Linked DNA regions of Mus musculus: region 2 is linked to region 1. Evidence: chromatin contacts called from public Hi-C data. All regions are on one chromosome and are shown on one strand. The core of a region is the stretch at or near the end of the contact, and the rest is flanking DNA. Distances in the headings are between cores, read along the strand shown. Region 1 has its middle 42 kb from the start of Gm34486. Region 2 has its middle 110 kb from the start of Gm22937.

Region 1 (3,255 bases), core at 597-3,096:
CAACAACAACAACAACAAAACAAACAAACAAACAAACAAACAAACAAACATAACAAAACTCCTGTTTCCAAAGCACTCACAGCCAATTCTCTTACCTCACTGAAAGTGCTTATGGTATAAGAGATTGAACTTAGAGTCTTGTGCAAACTAGGCAAGCACATCCTTATAAATGTGCATACACTAGCAAGATTTTGCTGAAAGGACCCAGATATAGCTGTCTCTTGTGAGACTATGCCGGGGCCTAGCAAACACAGAAGTGGATGCTCACAGTCAGCTATTGGATGGATCACAGGGCCCCCAGTGGAGGAGCTAGAGAAAGTACCCAAGGAGCTAAAGGGATCTGCAACCCTATAGGTGGAACAACATTATGAACTAACCAGTGCCCCGCAGCTCTTGACTCTAGCTGCATATGTATCAAAAGATGGCCTAGTCGGCCATCACTGGAAAGAGAGGCCCATTGGACTTGCAAACTTTATATGCCCCAGTACAGGGGCACGCTAGGGCCAAAAAGTGGGAGTGGGTGGGTAGGGGAGTGGGGGGGGGAGGGTATGGGGGACTTTTGGGATAGCATTGGAAATGTAAATGAGGAAAATACCTAATAAAAATATTAAAAAAAATAAATGCCTTTATTGGGCATTTGTCTTCCAGCCTGCCAATCAACCCTCCTGGGCGTGGTCACCTTTATACGTGTGCTTAGGTCTCCCTTTGCTCCACAGTACCAGCAGCTGATGCCAGCTCTGCTTCACTCATATACCCACACAGGCTACAGAAGTACAAATAACCCTTTTCTCTGTGTGGGCTGAGCTGCGAAGGGCTAAATAAATAATAAAAGTATTGTTAAAGTCTAAAAGAAAAAAAAATAAAGACGGGAGCTTTGTTTTCTGCTAAGACTGGTCATATCTACAGGATGTCTCATTCTTCCTCGGGGGCAGATGTGTGTCGGGGAGCTGAGGATTAGAATTCATTACTAAAGACTCAAGTCCTAGGGACTCCAGGTGTGTGGGTGGTCACAGCTCTGGAAGAAATTGTCTCTTTCCTTCAAAGTGGTTGTGGGAATTAAAGGCCTGAAAGGATGTGAATGAGGGAGGGGGAAGGGAAGACCTTGGAGAGGAAATGAAGAGAGAGGAGAGAGATAGGAAGGGGCAGACAGAGAGACAGAGACAGAGCTACAGAGGAGAGAGAAGAGAGGGGTGTCATGGTGGTGAGCCCAGTCCTGAGGGAAGGGTGGCCCCTCCCACATGGTCACCTCCAAGGGTCAGCTATCTTGCAGGAGATTCCTCTGGTCTTTTCTGCTGACCATTTATCTATGGACTGGATCTGAGGCCCTGGCAGTCACCTTAAATCTCTAAGTCCTCCCCAGAAGGAAGGTCAGGATCCTGTGTCCTGCTTAGTTACCACCTCTGAGCCCCTGCCACCACCATTAAGTCTTCCTGTATTCTCTTGTCACATGGGAGCATCCGAGGGCACATGACTTCTTTCTGGCATTCACCTGCAGTTGAGGGTGGAGAGGCCATTCTATCTCCAGGGCAGTCAGGACAGAGGCAGCTGTCCCTTGCCACATCTCCCTGATTTTCTTTCTCCTATAGAGGGTGGAGGACTCGTGCTGAGCACCAGCTGCCTGGCACCTTGGGCATTAGGATCTAGATCCCAGCGAAGCCTATGATATTGTCACCGTGGGACACACGGCTCCCTCTTTCTGATTCTTGTTCGTGTAGATAAGATAATCTATCTCTGACAAAAATTTAAAAATGCACGGAGAGAGTGTTGTAGTGGAACTTTCCCTCCAGGCCTGACATGACCACTAGCTAGCGCGAAGTAGAGACGACTTTGGCTTGGTAGTCATGGCAACAAATCATCACACCAATACAAAGAGCTAAGTTCCAAGTTCCGTAATGGCTGATGGCAGCAGCGCTGAGAGTGCTTCCCACCAGAAGGAGGGGAACGGACCTTCACCAGAGCGTGCGGCCATTAACTTACCCTTCCCGCTGCTGCCCATTGTCTCTTTTGTAATTAAAGATATTTTTATATAATATATTCTGATCGCAATTTCCCACCCAGACTGCTTTCAGATCCTCTTCAGCCCCACAGGCTTCCAAGTCCATGCCTGCTTTCTCTCTTTAGAAAACAAACCAGAGTTGAAAAAACAAAAAGAACAAAAAAGCACAGGAAACACAGACAGACAGACAGACTGACAAACACATACACTGACACACATATACATACACAGACACACACTGACATAAATACAAACATACATACATACAGACAGACAGACAGACACACACACACACACACTGAAAACACAGACACATGCACACACACACACACACACACAGAGACACTCTCAGGATAGACACTCTGACATGCACACATGGACAGACATACACAGACAAAAACACACAGAGGCACACACACACACACACACACACACACACACACACACACACCCAGAGGCACATACACACACATAGACAGACACACAAAACTCATAAGAACACAAAATTGGAAGTCACAATATACAAGTAAAATTAAAAAGAAAAGGTCAAACACGGTAATTTGAGAAAAAAATATCCACACGAAATACCATTGAGTTGGTTTGGTGTCAGCCATCTGGTTAGCAGGGCAGTGTGAAGAGCACTGGATACTGTTGGCCAGCTTAAAGGACCACGTGCAATTTATAGGATAAAATACAAACTGCTCACTTATTTTAAAATTACTATTATACATCTAAATAAAACATTGCACATATGTACTGGGGATAAAGGACTAGAGACTATTTCTGGATGTAACCAACCATACAACACACATTTTCTGAGGTGTTTAAAATGATATCTGCTTTTCTGTGTTCAGACTTCCATAGTAGTAACACTGGTTGCCTTTTATTTATGTCTGATTGGTTGAGTTTGGTCAAGACACAGGAAATAATGAAGTTGGTGTCACAACTCTGTGCTTTGCATGACTCAAGGCTGTAAGTATTGAGTGTATCCATATAGTCCCATTCCTTCTAAAAATATAAAGTATTTTAGTATTTTGGTTTATTTTTTGAGAATTTCATACATGTAGATATATGCATATATAAATATATAAAAGATTTATTTATTTTATATATATATGAGTACACTGTCTCTGTCTTCAGACACACCAGAAGAGGGCATCAGACCCCATTACAGATGGTTGTGAGCCACCATGTGGTTGCTGGGAATTGAACTCAGGACCTCTGTAAGGAGCAGTCAGTGCTCTTAACCATTGAGCCGT
Region 2 (3,244 bases), core at 351-2,850, 300 kb after region 1:
TCCTTTCATGGGTATTTTGTTCCCTATTCTAAGGAGGAATGAAGTATCCACCCATTGGTCTTCCCTCTTCTTGATTTTCTTGTGTTTCTCCAACTGTAAGAATGCACAAATCCTACAGGCTTACTGTCTGTGTTTCTGACTAAGGACAACAGAACAGTCACCTGGAAGTAAGTTCTATGGTTGAAACAGGCACTTAGTCCCTTTTGCTGGATGCTTTGCAGATGCCATTCACTTGGGCCTGGGTATTAGATAGATCACAGAGCAACTCCACACTAAAAGAGCCTTGAAGCCGAGGAGCTCAGATGATGAGTCAGCTCAGAAGGACGGTTCTGTGTTTGGTGGTTAGGGTTTCTCTGCCTTCCAGCTGAGGGCACTGTCCAACAAACTCTGCTCAACTTTGAAAGACAAAGGAAGATCCTGGAGGCTAACACACCATGTAACAAATTTTTGGGAAACCAAGAAGGAGCCTGGAGAGATGGCTTGGTGGTTAAGAGTGTGTACTACTCTGCAGATATGGTTTCCAGCATGCACCCAGTAACTCACAACCATCTATAGCTCTGGTAACAGGGATTCTGATATCTACTTTAGGCCTCAGCAGGCACTGGCACTGCATACACACACACACACACACACACACACACACACACACACACACACACACACACACACGTGTATGTGTATATATATACATATGTATATACACACACACATATATATGTATATATATACACATATGTGTGTATGTGTATATGTATATGTAAGCAGAGAGAGCACTCATACACATAAAAAAGCAACATGTATTAAATGAACATTCTTTTTCATTCACTTTTAGTTTTTCTGCTGTTAGTGGGCTCATGTGTTTCCCCAGATAAGTACTCTCTTGTCTCCTTATTTGTCTGTTCCCCTTTCCACTTAGGGAGGAATGAGAGCTCTTTGCCTGATACTAGGAACAGCATATAAATATATTCTGAATAGAAATATTCTCTCTATGTTAGCCTCTCCCACATTTCTATGACTCCCGGAAGGTCTGCTGCCACAAACCCTTTGTCTCCCCCCCACTCAGTTGACAAAAAAAATCAAATCTACCAAAATCTACTTATCAGATAGATAATTTTGGAATAACTTCAATTTTATGCTCTACAAATATATGGAGATTTGTAGATAACGTTTCCAAGACAGAGCTCTCTCATGAAACTACTGTGTGGCATGGATAGCTTGAACTTCTGATTTTCTGGTCCCTGTCTCCCAAGTTCTGGAATTATAAGCATGTACTAGCATTAACCAGGGATATTATCTATCTATCTATCTATCTATCTATCTATCTATCTATCTATCTATCTATCTATCTATCTATCTATCTATCTATCTTGGATTATTAGGCTTTTGGAGATTTTGGAAGCTTTTCCTAAAGTTTAGTTCTCTGCTTCTGATTTGGTTTTTCTTAAACCCTTAAGGTGTGTTGTGGTTGGTGTTGAGTGAAAGAGGATACTCATCTCAGGAAGAAGATGCAGACAGAGCAAGAGTCAGTCCAGAAACCAGGCAGTTAGTGACATGTGCATTGTGTGGACTGACACTTGGCAGAGCCTGTGAACATGCTGGCTCTCTGCAACTTTGGGAATGGAGTCTGGAACGCTGCCTAATCCTCTTTGCATGAGAGTTCTTCCTTAGGGTGAACCAGTTTCCTGGCAAATAAAGCAAGACCACACTAGAAGAAGAGGCTCAAAGTAATAGAAGAACTTGCTGTGGTTACTTACAGTTAGGGAGTACTGTTTCTTCTGCTAGATAGAAATACCATCTAGAGCAGTGGTTTTCAACCTATGGGTGGAGACCCCTTGGGGGTGTGAAAAGACTTTCACAGGGGTCTCATATCAGCTATCCTGCATATCAGATACTTACATTACAATTAATAGCAGTAGCAAATTATAGTTATAAAGTAGCAATAAAAATAATTTTATGTTTGTGAGTCACTCCAACATGAGGAACTGTATTAAAGGGTTGCAGCATTAGGAAGGCCAAGAACCACTGATCTACAATCATGGGCTTCAAGAAGCTAATGTTATGGAAATAATAGACAGGACTTAACATGACTTTTGCTGGCATTGAAAAGGACACCATGAGAGGACTACTGCAAATCCTAGCAAAGATGACTCTTGGCTCATTGAAAGGTAAGCTATTTTTCATTTAAAATCTGTTCTTCTTCTACTTGGGAGACCTGACTCTGCTGGAGACATGACAGTGCCAAGCTGTCTAGGAATCAGAGTCTGTCAGAAAACTGCAGCTGTCTCTTGAAGTGAGAACTCCCCAGGCACAATCAGTCAGTTGGTTCTGTCACTTCAGCTGTGAAAGGAAGTCCTAGCTGTTACAGCACAAGAGCATTTCATGATGAAGGGCGCAAACACCCCAGCCCTCTTTCTGCCAATCTACAAGTGAGCTACCAGGATGATGCTCAGCACCATCTGTATGCAAATGTACACTCCAGTTTGGGTACCATCCTTCTTCAGCTCCAGGAAGAGGTTATACAGAGGCTCTTGCTTGTCTCATTCACTTTAAACTTGGCATGTTGAAAGGCAATGTCCTCCTAACCCTGTTGCCTACCCTCTTGTGTCTCCTTGGTGGATTGTTTATCATTCTAGCGCTGCTCTGAGGACTTTTCTCATCTTCTCTGCATCTTGCGTGGCCCTTTAGATGTTTTATATACACCCAGCACCTAGCATTTTGAATTTTAATGGTGTATTTATTCTCAGCCTACTTCTTCTATCTCCTGAAGAGTGTCTCACGAAAGAGTTATAGATCTGGTCATAAAATCCAATAAAGATGTGTTCGCCAGACTGATTTATTTTCTGAGCGCTCTCCCTGTTAAATTCATAAGAGGAACCAGATTTCTGCAGATATTTGACTACTGTAGTGGAAATGATAAGAGCAACAGCCCACCTAGGCACAGATATTAAAAAAAAGAAAAGGCTCCGTTGCTCACACTAAATCGTTCTCTCTCAAAGAAATGAGGCAACGACTTAAGTAGAAGAATGATTCATTAAGTATGTTAAATCGCCAGGCATGAGAAAAGTTGGGCTTTATGATTCAATATAATTAGTTTGGAGAGCTAGATGGTATAGCTAAACAGACTCGTGAGAAGTCACAAGTGAGTTAATTTTACTTTCAATTTCCAAAGTCAAAGCAAGTACTTTACAAAAAACAAACAAAAACCAAGAACAAAAACAAAAACAAAACAACAAAACCAGTGTGT

Evidence for each region. A called contact is a pair of places that touch in the nucleus more often than the background predicts.
Region 2: a Hi-C map of cerebellum shows a contact between it and region 1, with 2.7 times the contacts expected there. The contact joins two enhancer-like sites. A contact is called at or near these places in 4 of 484 Hi-C or Micro-C datasets (cerebellum, cerebral cortex, cortical neurons and 1 more).

The regions. Positions count from the first base shown.
Region 1 is chr10:71,483,700-71,486,954 of GRCm38.p6, forward strand. It overlaps the pseudogene Gm46233. Among named protein-coding and RNA genes, the nearest start is that of Gm34486, 42 kb to the right of the region's middle. Within about 2 kb of position 1,847, at least 13 of the 459 cell types and tissues checked have an H3K27ac peak or open chromatin away from gene starts, as enhancers often do. A contact at or near this core is called in cerebellum, where this site is marked.
Region 2 is chr10:71,787,836-71,791,079 of GRCm38.p6, forward strand. No RefSeq gene overlaps it. Among named protein-coding and RNA genes, the nearest start is that of Gm22937, 110 kb to the right of the region's middle. Within about 2 kb of position 1,601, at least 4 of the 459 cell types and tissues checked have an H3K27ac peak or open chromatin away from gene starts, as enhancers often do. A contact at or near this core is called in cerebellum, where this site is marked.